Linked DNA regions of Mus musculus: region 2 is linked to region 1. Evidence: chromatin contacts called from public HiChIP or PLAC-seq data. All regions are on one chromosome and are shown on one strand. The core of a region is the stretch at or near the end of the contact, and the rest is flanking DNA. Distances in the headings are between cores, read along the strand shown. Region 1 holds the start of Hdgfl3 (HDGF like 3). Region 2 has its middle 12 kb from the start of Gm32850.

Evidence for each region. HiChIP or PLAC-seq counts read pairs in DNA pulled down with a chosen protein or histone mark.
Region 2: an H3K4me3 HiChIP or PLAC-seq map of craniofacial prominence shows a contact between it and region 1, with 2.5 times the contacts expected there. The contact joins the enhancer-like site here to the promoter of Hdgfl3 in region 1. A contact is called at or near these places in 3 of 39 promoter capture datasets (embryonic stem cells and stem cell-derived epiblast-like cells), 2 of 484 Hi-C or Micro-C datasets (embryonic fibroblasts and hemogenic endothelial cells), 10 of 115 datasets of contacts at active chromatin or transcription factors (the NIH/3T3 cell line, cardiomyocytes, craniofacial prominence and 6 more) and 2 of 9 other capture datasets (adipose tissue and pancreatic islet).

Annotation. Positions count from the first base shown.
Region 1 is chr7:81,929,771-81,936,406 of GRCm38.p6, reverse strand. Hdgfl3 (HDGF like 3) reads left to right here and starts at 1,948. Exons shown (of 6, transcript NM_013886.4): 1 at 1,948-2,468. The coding sequence starts at 2,385.
Region 2 is chr7:82,104,746-82,111,234 of GRCm38.p6, reverse strand. No RefSeq gene overlaps it. Among named protein-coding and RNA genes, the nearest start is that of Gm32850, 12 kb to the left of the region's middle. Within about 2 kb of position 1,429, at least 41 of the 459 cell types and tissues checked have an H3K27ac peak or open chromatin away from gene starts, as enhancers often do. A contact at or near this core is called in the NIH/3T3 cell line, craniofacial prominence and embryonic limb bud, where this site is marked.

The DNA.
Region 1 (6,636 bases), core at 699-3,198:
CTCCTCTATGTTGAACTACACTGGTGACCTGTCTCCAAGTGTCTTCTGGTGACCTGTCTGTCGCTTCTCTCATTCTACAGACCTCGGGCTCTGCCAGAGCTTCAATAGCCACTCGTATACTGACATCATTCAAATTTCTACATTAACCAACAGCCCACTAAATATGACCTACAGAAATCTCAACACATCAAAAACTCACTCAGGGCCAGGCCCTATCTTGCAAACCTGCCTGTTCTTCACAGACTGCCTGGCCTTTCCAGATGCTAAAGATCCCGTTACTTAATCTGGAAACAAAGGAACCATATTTTAGTCACCATTCTTCCTACTACTTGCCACTTGTGAGTTAGCAAGATGGCTGAGACCACGTCTTCTCTCTCTTAGTGAAAACCCCGCTCCAGCCCCGCACCCTCAGATCAACCTCTCTTCTGGCCACCTGAGTACTCTTTAACACAATTATGATCACTTCCAGCTTAACTTCCTTGCATGGCTTCCACACTGATTCTCTCCCCTACTCATGACCGCCCAGAGCCCACAGGCAGCCTCGGCCATTCCAGCTTTGGACAGTTAGGGCTCTGGTGGCCTGTCAAGAGATGCGGCTTTGACATGGCACCTAGGATGTGTGTGATATGACTTGTAGACGTGACAAGCTCGTTCTCGGGCTATCACAGCCGGGGGAAAAAACCTAGACTAATTTTGCAGCGCAAGAGAGGACAAGGTGAGCCTATAGGGAAGGTGAGGGGTGGGTGCTGGAGAATTAAGAGATGCAAAAAAAGAAACAGCCAAGTACTGTGAACAAAGTAAACGCTCCTCGGAATGTCTCCAGACTCTACAGCCGGCCACTGGAAACCCATCACGGAGAGGCTGCGGTAAGCACAGCTCTCAAGCACAAGTGAGTGGGGCAGATGCTTGGAAAACCCACTTTCTACAGAGGGGAGAAATGGCAAAGAGGGCAATTCACAAAGGAGAGCTGTCTTCCCAACTAGGTGCAGCACCAGAGGACCTTTTAAAGAAGGCAAGATCACAGGGATCTTCCACAGGGCGCATTCATCCATTCATCGAGCAGATGCAGAAAAGAGTGAATTATTTTATTTACCTCTCACAAAGGAGAATGCTATAAAGATTCTCACTCCCAAAATGTCTTTTTGAAAGCAGTCAGCTGAAATCCAAATAAAACAATGGTGAATGCACACGTTTGTCGTAGACTTACTAACCTGTATAAAGAAATCTCTAGAAGCTGCTCTCCAGTATGTTACCAGAATTGAAAACAACTGATTTGACTTGTCAGGGTAAGTCCTTTGCCCCAAAATTATTGGCCCATGAAGGCCCCACACAGAGAAGCATAACTTAGGCTATGGGCACTGAACCATATAGATCCATGTTCAAAGCCCGACTGTGCCATCCTGTCGGTGAGGACTGGCCTTGACTCCAGTGAAGTCGCTTGCCCTAGGTGGGTCACACTGCATCATTAAGGCAGACCTGGGGCAAGAACCTTGCCCTTGTTCTTTCCAGGTACCTACTGACCAGGCAGCGAGTCCCCTGCGCAGCTATCCCCCATGCCTGGGAAGCCTTTGTCCCCCCTCTCCCCCAACTCACCAGAGAGCACCCGAGGAAGTGGCCCACGGGTAGGGGGCAGTCAGAAAGGGGGTGCAGTCCGCAGGGGGTGGGCGCGAGCAGGAGGGGAAAGAGGGGCGGCCGGGTGGTGATTGGCTGGGCTTCACCAGGCAGCTCCCGGCCAAGAACAAAAGAGAGCAGGCGGCGGGCGTCTTTGGAGTAGGCGCTCCCACCCGCGGGGCACCGGCTTCGCTGCTGCGGGAGGACGCGCCCACCAGCAGCCCGCGGAGCAAGCCAGGCGGCGCGCGCGGTTTCTCCGAGAAAGCCGGCCGTGCACCTAGGAATTAACCGGCCGGCGCGCGAGGGGAGGGAAGCGGGGCGGGCGAGGGGTGGAGGGGGGGAATGCTGAGCGCGCGCGAGAACAATAATAAGATCGTGTTTGCGGTCGCTGCCCGAGGAGGAATTCGGAGGAGGCGCGAGGCCCGGAGCTCGCACGGAACCCAGAAGCTCGGCGGGGAGGCGGCGGCTGCATGAGGCTGGCGACGCGGCTCCTGTGAGCAGCGCGCGGCGGTAGCGGCGGCGTCGGGACTCGGCGCGGCCGGACGCGGGCTCCCATCCCCCGCAGCCGGGCGGGGATCTGCGGGGCCTGCGGTGCCCCCCGCCCACCGCTCGCCTCGGCCACTGCCTCGCCGCTCTCCCTCGTCGGAGCGGCCGCTCGAGCGTTCGGCTCGAGGCCCCGCGGGGAGCGCGGCGCGGTTCCGTCGTCCCGCGGAGGGGCGGCCTCCCAGCATCTTCGCGGCGGCCAAGGACCGGCGAGCAGGAGAACGACCGGGATGGCGCGTCCGCGGCCCCGCGAGTACAAAGCGGGAGACCTGGTCTTCGCCAAGATGAAGGGCTACCCGCACTGGCCCGCCCGGGTGAGTACGGCGGCCGCGCGCGCGGGCCCGCCCGCCCACCATTTTCCCTTCATGATGGCGCGCCCGCCCCCTTTCCCCATCACCTCGGCTCGAGCCCGCCTCGCGCCTGGCCGCCGCCTGGGCTGAACCGCGAGCTGTGCTGCGCACCGGGCTCCGGGCCGAGGCGAAGGTTCCGGGCTGCGCCCTCGCCGGCTCGGCGGCCATCCTGACGCCCACGTTCGAAGGCGGGTTCGACCGGACAGGCCCGACGTCGCCTTCCTCATGGAAGCCGGCGGGGACCGGGAAGCGGGTCCGGGGTGGAGGCGCCGGCTGGCTCCCAGCATGGTCCTGAGTAGACGCCCTGATCCGGGCGAACGTCGAGGCAGGTAGGAGAGCGAAAGGCTGTCCCCCAGCCGGCGAGAGCCGGTGACGGTCAGTCCTGGGAAAGGGGATGGTCGTGCAGAGGCCAGCGGCAGTCTCATGGTAGCAATCTTCGATCTCAGAGCATCCTTCATCTTCCAGACTTGTTGAGTGTTTCCTGGGCGCGATCCCCTGTGCCTCACCTGCCCTCTCATTGTCCATTGCCTCCCTGGTGCCCTGGTTCTTAGAAACTGACACCAAATAGCCTGTCACTGGCTGGTGAATTCAAGGAGCTTCCTTGTGCCTTTTCACCTCCATATTTGTTTTAGGTCGGTTCCCGAACCTTATTCTTGGCCTCGAACCAAACCCACGACAGCTCTCTTCTTCCTAAACAGCAAGACTGTCGCTAGGTTTTCTCTAGAAAGCATCTGCATTTAATACACAGCATTCAGTATTTTTATTCCGATCCTTACTGAGGAAGAAGCACTACCGCGTCTGTGCGCACCTTATGTTGAAAAAAAAAAACAATCACTTTCACCTTCAATTTGTTTAAATTTAATAGCTGGCGGTTGACTGACTGAAAAGAATACAGTTAAAAGATAGTTAAAGCAGTTTGGAGACAATGCTGGGTATTCTTGAGGAACAAAAATAGTCAAGGGAGAAGCTGACAGAAATTGGGAGCTTGGGAGCGTGAACTCGTGTTGTGTGGTGATAAAGTGAAGGTAACAAGACCAAGGGGAAAGTACACCCATTCACACAAGGAAGTGACATCAAGAGGGGCAGGCTGAAGATCAGTGTAGTTGAGGTAATGGATAGACATAATCATTTTGAACTCGTTTGTTTTGGCATGATTTTAAAATGGAAAGGACACTGGGCCAGGAACTTAGGGGATCTGGAGAGTGGGTCAGGCACTGTTAGGAACTAATCATTTTAACTGCCTGCACTTCCATTTCTGTAACTTTAGAATAACCATCTCCAGGATTCCTTCCAACACTAACAACCTCAGGCATCAAGAGGAAAAAAACAGTCTTACTCAGATTCCACTCGGATGTGATAAATTCTTCATGTATAAACTCTAAGACCTGGAATAAGGCAGAGTTTCAACGTCGAAGTACTGGTTGTCATTGTTTTGTTATTTGTTTGCTTTAATCTTACAAAATAGTGAATAATACTCGAAGGGCAAGGTTGACGATTTTAGGGGTCTTCTAGGGAGTCCCTGTGTGTATTGTCAAGCCAATAAACAACTCTGTGAGGTTGTATGTATATACTCACAGTCTGTGCCATAGTCTGGCCATGGAAAAGTATCTTCCGAGGATCAAAAAGAAAATACTTACAGCCTCATTAACACGTTGCTGTCACAGGTTGACCACCTGTGGTAATTAGTGAAACAAAACTACTACGAAAGTATTTCTAGTTGTACAAAAAAAAAAAAATTCCTAGAAGGTATAATTCCAAACCAATATAAAATGAGAAAGCAAAACCATTAGATTTTCAGATTTAAAAGGACGCATGGAAGAACATGTGTTCACATTTACCTTCTTTTTTTTTTTTTCTTCCTTTTTTTTCTCCCCATCCACCCCTGGGAGCTGAGGACCAAACCCAGGGTCTTGCGCTTGCTAGGCAAGTGCTCTACCACTGAGCTAAATCCCAAAAAACCTCCCCCACCCACATTTGCCTTCTTAAGGAAAGTTCTAAGGCTCACAAAAAGCTATAGCAACATTTTGCATTTTCCAAGGAAAGGTAAAGGTTAGGAGAAAAAGAGTATTTTGAGGCCCTACTCTTGATTACATATGTTGATTACATATGTTCTCATTTTCACCTCAGTTTTATGCAGCATTATCTCTCCTTTTATACCTGCTTCTAACTTTGAAGGTTGATATTTAAAAATACTAACTGGAAAACGAATCTTGTTTGCATTTCCGATACGTTCACCTTATATAAAAGCTAGCAGTGTATGAGGCCCCAAAGAGTCAAGCCTCAGGTGGGAAGGTGTGCTCTGTTTCATACAGCAGGAAGGAGCTGCTGCAGGGCCAGAGCTGATGCATACAAGAATGGGAGAATAGCTTCCTTGCTTCTGAGGAAGATGGTTGGTTCAGGGAAGCACCTTGTGAGGAATGTGGGTCAAGAGGATGCATAGGGAAAGCTGGATTCCTCTCCTGGCAGGATCAGGCCTTGATGCTTAGTGCTCTGGCTCTACTTCTGTAATCTCTTCTGCATTTGAATTTAGTAATAATTCTCACTTTTGAGAGCTTATTAGTCTGCTTTACCTGTGCTTTCATTTCCTGCAGTCCAAAAACCCAGTGTGGTGCCATACAATATTTTGAGAGATAGGCAAAGACAACATTCAAATGACTTTTATTACAGTAAATTGCTTAAATTATTGTACTTTATTGTTTCCCTTTACATAATTTGTAAGTTGAACTTTTTCATAGTTATATGCATTTCAAGAAAAAAAAACAATTTTACAGGATTTTGTACTGCCTCATTTAGATATTGACTGTGAATCTTGAAGCCTACGGAGGTGATAAGGAGCTACTGTCTCCCAAAGCAGTGTGTTTGAGCAATGTCCCTATTTTTCCTTTGTAAATTCATAACTTACAGTACCATTATACCATTTACATTCATATCTGGCAGTTTTCAGCTCTTTCATAGATGTGTTAATTTTCTCAATATTTTACCATGAAAAATGGTAAGAGAAGTTCAATTATACAGTGAACATCCATGTATCTTTCACCTAGATTTGTATCAATTATACTGTAGTTTATCATATCATATATCAATCAATTCTTTTATCCATATAGCAGTCTACTTTAATTTGATATATTTCAACCTAAGTTGTAGACATTATTATAATTTACTCTTAGACAGTTAAATATGCTTGTCATTAACTAAGAGGTCAACATGTTTAATGAATCCTTTTTTCCTTATGAGGCAAAATTTACTAAGAGGGAAACTTAAATGTGCATTCACTAAATTTGACCAATATATATAATGCTAGATTATACATGACACAATAAAAATACCTACCAAGATGTAAATTAGTTGCAGTAACTATGAAATTTCTCTTGTGTCTCTTCCCAGCAGTCCTCCTCCCTTTTCCTCCACCATTTGTGTGTGTTATTTTAATATTAAATAGCAACTATTTCCTCAACTGTTGTATATGACTTTAAAAACTAGTTCATTTGTGAATAAGGATTTGCTAGTTTAATACTAAAAAAAAATGTGCATTAGACAAGGATCTGAGCTCTTGATTGGCTCCTGTTGGTAAGATTGAAGCATATATCCCTAATATATGTAAATGTACCTTAAAATATAATACATCCTTTTATTTTATACTAATACTATGTACATTGTAAAATAAACACCAAAGTGACTCACAGGGGATGAGGGAAGGTTATTTTATGGTTCAAATGTTTTATTGTCAAAATATTAACAGTAACATAAGTTACTAAATTAATAGTAAGACTAAGGTAAATAAACACAGCTGTCTTGTGTAAGGACATTACTGTTTATTTATATATTAAATGATAGTGAAACCTACTTTTTAGATAGAAGAATAAAAAATAAGTGTTTTCTTTGCACACCCACACCCCATTCACCTTGTGTGTGAGTTACGAGCACTGTGTAACTGAGATCAGGGAATAGCCTCAAAGCTTTTGTACTTCAACTGAAGAGCTTTTTTAAATGGGAAAACTTGATATGATGGACTTCAGTGGTAACCATGTGCTTTGCACTCCCGAGTTCCTCCCCTCTGCCCCAAGTTATTGTCAGGCATGTTGGCCTATTCCTTTAGTCCTACTACTCAGGAAGCTACCACAGGAGGATGGAG
Region 2 (6,489 bases), core at 180-2,679, 180 kb before region 1:
ACAAATCATTTTTGGTCACCGTGTTTATTACAGCAGCAACAACAACAACAAAAAGTAACATGGTAGGGAAGCAAAAGGTTCCCAGGACCCATCAGGGATGTCTTTAGCGGAAATATGCAACTAAGGAGAGATACAACCTGCAGAGACCACCTCCAGTAGATAGGCACAGCCCCCAGTTGAGGAAAGGGACCACCCACCCATCTCAAAAGTTTTAACTCAGAAATATTACTGTCTAAAGGAAAGACAGGGACAAAAAAAATGAAAGAAAGAAAGGAAGGAAGGAAGGAAGGAAGGAAGGAAGGAAGGAAGGAAGGAAGGAAGGAAGAGAAAGAATGAAGGAAAGAAAAGCCAACCAGAGACTGTCCCACCTAGGCATCCATCCCATCTGCAGACACCAAACCCAGACACTATTGCTGATGCCAAGAAGTGCTTGCTGACAGGAGCCTGATATGGTTGTTCCATGAGAGGCTCTGCCAGCACCTGACCAATACAGATACTCACAGCCAACCATTGAACTGAGCCTGGGACCCCAGTGGAAGAGCTAGGGGAAGAACTGAATGAAGGAGCTGAAGAGGATTGCAACCCCATAGGAAGAACAATATCAACTAACCTGACCACCCAGAGCTGTCAGAGACTAAACCACCAACCAAAGAGTACACATGGAGGGAGCCATGGCTCCAGATACATATGTAACAGAGGATGGCCTTATCTGACATCAATGGGAGGGGAGGCTCTTAGTCCTGTAGAGGCTTGATGCCCCAGGGTAGGGGAATGTTAGATCAGTGAGGCAGGAGTGGGTGAGTGGGTGGAGGAGCACCCTCACAGAGGCAGAGGGGAGGGGAGAGAGGGGAGGCAAGATGGGGGATTTGTGGAGGGGTAACCCGGGAAGCAGGATATCACTTGAAGTGTAAACGAATAAAATGATTAATTTTTTTTTAAGTAACAAAATACAACTCTAAAACCACAAGCCCTGCCTTCCGTACCTGTTTCCTCCAGTGTAACTCCTACTCTTAAATGTTCCACATCCTGCCAAAGAAGAGCCACCAGCTACGGACCAAGTGCCTCAGTCACATGAGCCAGCAGAGAACCTTCTACATTCAAACTACGACAGTAGTACGAACAGGCTGTTTAGAAGTGTTAAGAATCATAAGCATTTAGGCAGCCTGTCTCCTGCTCAGCGGAGATGGAGAGCAGGAACTGGCTCAGGAAAGTCAGGTTAAGGGACTACTTATTTCCCCGTAAGCCACAGAGAGTCATTTGACTTTGAAAATTATATACATAGAATGCTTCAGTAAGAATAAATTACATTTTGGAAAGGAATTTGTACGACATTCCTAAGAATTAAGTGTTTCATGCATGTGTGTGTGCATGCTCTAGACAGAGAGGGACTAGACCACGGCTTTGCTCCTGCTAATTGCCTGCAGATGTGTAAATGTCTTCAGGGTGAAAGGAAAGGATGGCAGAAACCACAGCATGTAACTGGCTGGAAGTGGCCCCGTCCTACCTTCCAAGTTAAAAGGGCACAGCTGGCAGGGACCATGGAGCCGAGATGCAGGAGTTTGCTATGCTGGTTTGAATCTCATATCCCTGAGCCAAGAGGCACCTGCCTTGGCAGCTAAATGCTGTGATCTTCAAGGGTAGAAAAGCCCACCACATGGGCTGGCGGCAGCTGGAAGGGAAGTCTATTATACAGAGAAAGCAGTGTTACCTGGACTGGAGCCTCTGGGAGCCAACCTGCACTGGGATAGGGCTGTCCCCTGAGGATAGGGCTGTCCCCTGAGGATAGGGCTGTCCCCTGAGGGTAGGACTGTCCCCTGAGGGTAGGGCTGTCCCCTGAGGGTAGGGCTGTCCCCTGAGGGTAGGGTGTCCCCTGAGGGTAGGGCTGTCCCCTGAGGGTAGGGTGTCCCCTGAGGGTAGGGCTGTCCCCTGAGGGTAGGGCTAACTCCTTGTTCTGTCATGCAGAGGACTTTGACTTCCTACATGAGCTTCTCTGGGGAGACTGCAGAAGAAACCATGAAACTAGTGGATACAACTGTGTGACAGAACTTTTATTTAAGGTTACATCACTTCTAGAAGAGTCACAAATTCATGCACAGAACAGAGTTGCCCCACATTTGCTGGTGTGGAGACTAGACAAGTTCCTGGGGGGTGTATCAATTAGTCTCTGCTCTCTGCTTTTTCTCACCGTTTAGTTTTAACCCATAGATGTTTATGGTAAAGTAGTTTTTTTCAAAGCGTGATGGTACCTGTGTTCCCACACTCAGGAGGCAGAGTCAGTAGGATAGAGCGTCGAATGCCAATCTGAACTAACACGTGGGATATGGAGGCTGCAGCTGGAGGACCGGAAGTTCAAAGTGATCCTCGGCTACCTTGTAAGTTCTAGGCCAGCCTGGGCTATATGAAACCTTGTATTAGAGTAAAACACCAAGACAAATAAGTGTAGTTTCCTTATAGATAACATAGTTGAGTCTTCCTTCTACTGAACTTAACTCTCTAACTTTTAAAAAAGTGTTTCTGTTATTTATGCACATGCATGCGTGCTTTGTGCGTGCTCCTGGTCAGAAGAGAATGTCAGTGCCTTTGGAACTGGAATACAGGTATTTGTGGGGTGTTCAGTGTAGGTGTCAGGATCTGAAGTCCACTCCCCGTGGGTGAGCACACACGCTCTTAATCTCTGGGCCCTCTCTTCAGCCAGAGTCTTTGATATCTTGGAAATTGAATTTCTTACAGCATTTACTGCTTGCTACTTGTTTTCTGTCTCTCCTGTCTACTCTTTGTTCTCTTTCTCTTCATTTCCTATATCCTTTTGTGTAACTTAGTCTCTTTAGAGGAAGCTTACAGTACACTCCTATTTCCCATGGCTCTGCTTTGTGTTATTGTCATAGTACTTTACGATTGGTCCCTTTCTTCTTTTGAGACAAGGTCTTGCTCTATAGCCCAGGCTGGTCTCAAACTCACAGTAATTTTCTTGCTCAGTCTCCAACACTGAAAGCACAGATGTGTACCAGCATGCCCAACTCACAGGTTTTATATGTATGTTATAAACCCCACAATACATCTTTATTACATTTCCCTTAATTGTACTTAAAAATATAACTTGAATAAAAAGATATATTTTATATTCACCCAACATTTATAGTTCCTAACCCTGTGTATCTGTGTGTGAGTGTGTATGTATGTGTATGTGTGTGTGTATATAAAAGTATATCTGTGATATGTATGTGTGTACATGAGTGTTTATGTGTGTGTGTGTATGAATATGTATGAGTAGTATATATGTGTGTATATATATATGTGTGTCTGTGTGTGTGTGTATGTATTTGTGTATGAGTATGTATGAGTGTATATGTGTGAGTGTGTATATGTGTATATGTGTGAATATGTGAGCATATATCTTCATGTGTACATCTGCATGTGAGTGTATGTATGTGTGTATATGTATGTATATGTGTATTTGTAAGTATGTGCATATGTGTGTGAGAATGTGTGGTGTGTACCTAAGTGTGTACTTGCACCTGTCACTGCTCCCATGTGCACTGACCAGAGCTGAACATCAAGTGTCAACATCACAATTATCCATTTATTGCCCTGATACAGCCTCTCGCCGCCCTGGAAGCTTGCCCCTTTGACTAAGCTGCTTATCCTGAGACCTGCCTATCTCCATGCAGTGCTGGAGTTACAGGCATGCACAGCCATACACATCGCTAGAGATTAGAACACAGGTGAGACGCTACAACATGAGGTTCTCACCATAATCATCAGCACAGTTGTGATCTTGAGCCTCCAGACTGTGAAATAAATAAATTCCCTGTCTTTTAAATTGACTGGTCTCAACCATTCTATCGAATCAGCAGAACATAGACCCCTGCACCTTTCTGGAACTCCAAGTACTCCAAGTATTTACAGGCTGCCTCCCAATCCAGTCCTTTCTTCCTTCTCATAAGTGTGATCTTTTTTGTTGGCACAGTTAATGAATTTTCTGCACTTTTTTTTTCTCGAAATATCGTTGTGAGGTTTTTTCTCTATTTTTATTTGTCTTTCAAGGTTTTTCAATGAGAAGACAAGAGAAATGGCATTGGGAATGGCCACACAGATAATTTTTAAAAATTAGAAATTTCCACTTCTGCCCTTAAAAAAAGAGTGCATTCTATTCAACTATTTTCTAATGTGTAGACATTCTCGATTATCTCTTTATTGTCCCATTAATAATGTTTGTTTTAGTTTAGTTCCACTTTACTGTTGGCATTCTAGAGCCTTCTAAGCTATTTGATATAATTTCCCCATTATTTCATTAATATTTTAATATTACATCATCCCTAAGTTGACTCCTGTCAATAGCACCAAAACTGTATTTTATGTATTGAGAGAACACTTTAACAAAGGGTTCAGCATTTCGTCTGACTCACACACATCACAGCTGAGCTACTCGGTTGGCTTCTGGCAACTGAGCTTCCTCGTTGTTTGTTGAAATGTCACTTTCCCTGCTTCCACTTTTTCCTTCTTTTTCTCTGATTTTCCTGTGCAGGCTCCTCTTGCTCCAGCCACTCCTCCAATGATAAGCCAAGACTTTTCAGGGCTTCCTCTTTGCTTTCATTCCTTGGGACCATCCCATCTATTCCCTGGGTTCTAATTATTCTGTATTAACTGTGCACTGCTGTCAAAGCTATCTGTTCACTCATGACCATATGCATTTTACTTAACATCTTCTCTCTTTTTAGTTGTATTTATGGATATGAATGTTTTGCCTACATGCATGTCTATGCATTGTGTGTGTGTGTGTTTGGTGCCCTCAGAGGCCAGAGGAGGGAATCATATGCCCTGGAACTGGCATTATGGGTGGTTGTGAGCCACCATGTGGGTGATAGGAATCGAACCTGGGTCCTCTGGAAGAACTGAAGTGTTCTTAACCACTGAGCCATTGCTCCAGTCACCACTTAACATTTCTTAATCTTGTTCTTCAACTAGAAACTGGGGATACTATCTCACAGAGACATTGTAAGGATTAAGAGAATTTGTAAAATGTTACTTAGGATTTAAAAGTTTAAAATATTATGAAAATCTCCTATTTACTTTTAGTAAGTCCTGCATAATAATGCCAGTGCCCTAAATGAGTTCCAGACTAACCTTACATAAAGAGTGGCACATAACACTCTCTGCTAACTACAGCGTTACCTTCTCTCCAAACCTTGACTGTGTTTAATGTCACTCAAGCCAGAAATACGCTCTTCATCTTGACAGAACACAGGCGTCTATACATGTCCCAATGGATATGAAGAATAGTTGACTTTTCATACAGGTAGGTAGAATGAGAGAGAGTCTTCAAGTGGCAGGTGTGGCATGAGAAAGTGGCAAAGACATGGCCAGGAGACAGTTTGGAGAATGAGAAAGCTGAAGAGCAGGCTCGGGCTGAGGGGACTGCAGTCCCTCAGCATGACCAGTCCTCTGTCCATTATACTAATGTAACCTAATGTCACCCGCCCTGGTGAGTCTAGCCATGTGTGATTCTGGGGTGTATGGCTTTAAAAGGGATTAGTTCCATGGGGAGGGAATCTGTGCAGCTTAGAAAGCAGAATTGAATTAGAGAACTATCGGAATATCCATAGATATATAGATATATATGCATGCTATTTTATTGGGCTCTTGTACCTCTTCCTCCCTTCCAACCCTTATTCCACCCTCATCTGTTGCAATCCTCAACTCTAGGTAGGAGAGAAGGAAGATTAGAGGGAAAGGGGGTAGAGATCACTTTAGACCACTTCCTAATGACTAGGGGTGTCGGGGTCCTTGGGAAGAGTCCAATCTTCATTGTCAGGGTATCTCCAACTTCTTTTTCTCATCTCTTTGCTCATGACCACTTGACAAACTGTAACAACAGCAGCCATGAGAAGCAAAGGAGAAGAAGCAGCCACCTTGGAGCATGCCCAGGCCCCTCTCCAGATTCTGGCATTTATATCCTCTGAAAACTTCCCAGAATTCCAAGCATAAACTATCTGCAGCTAGGCAAAATCACGCCTTTGTTAATGCACAAAACAAAGCATAATCGCCTGCTATGAAGCAGCCTCTGATCCACACTTGTGATTAAAACAAACATCACATAATGTAACTGGGTTTCTTTTTTTAATGTATTTTTATTGGTTATTTTATTTATTTATATTTCAAATGTTATCCCCCCCTTCCCGGTTTCCCCTCTGCAAACCTCCTATCCCATCCCCCCTCCCCCTGCTTCTTTGAGGGAGCTCCCCACCCACCCACTCCTCCCTCACTACCCTAGCATTCCCCTATGCTGGTGCATTGAGCCGTCACAGGATCAAGGGTCTTCCCTCCCATTGATGCCAAATAAGACACTCTTCTGCTTCATATGTAGCAGGAGACATAGATCCTTCCATGTGTAATCTTTGGTTGGTGGTTTAGTCCCTGGGGGTTCTGGGGTCTGGTTGGTTGATATTGTTGTACTTCCTAAGGGGCTATGAACCCCTTCAGCTCCTTTAG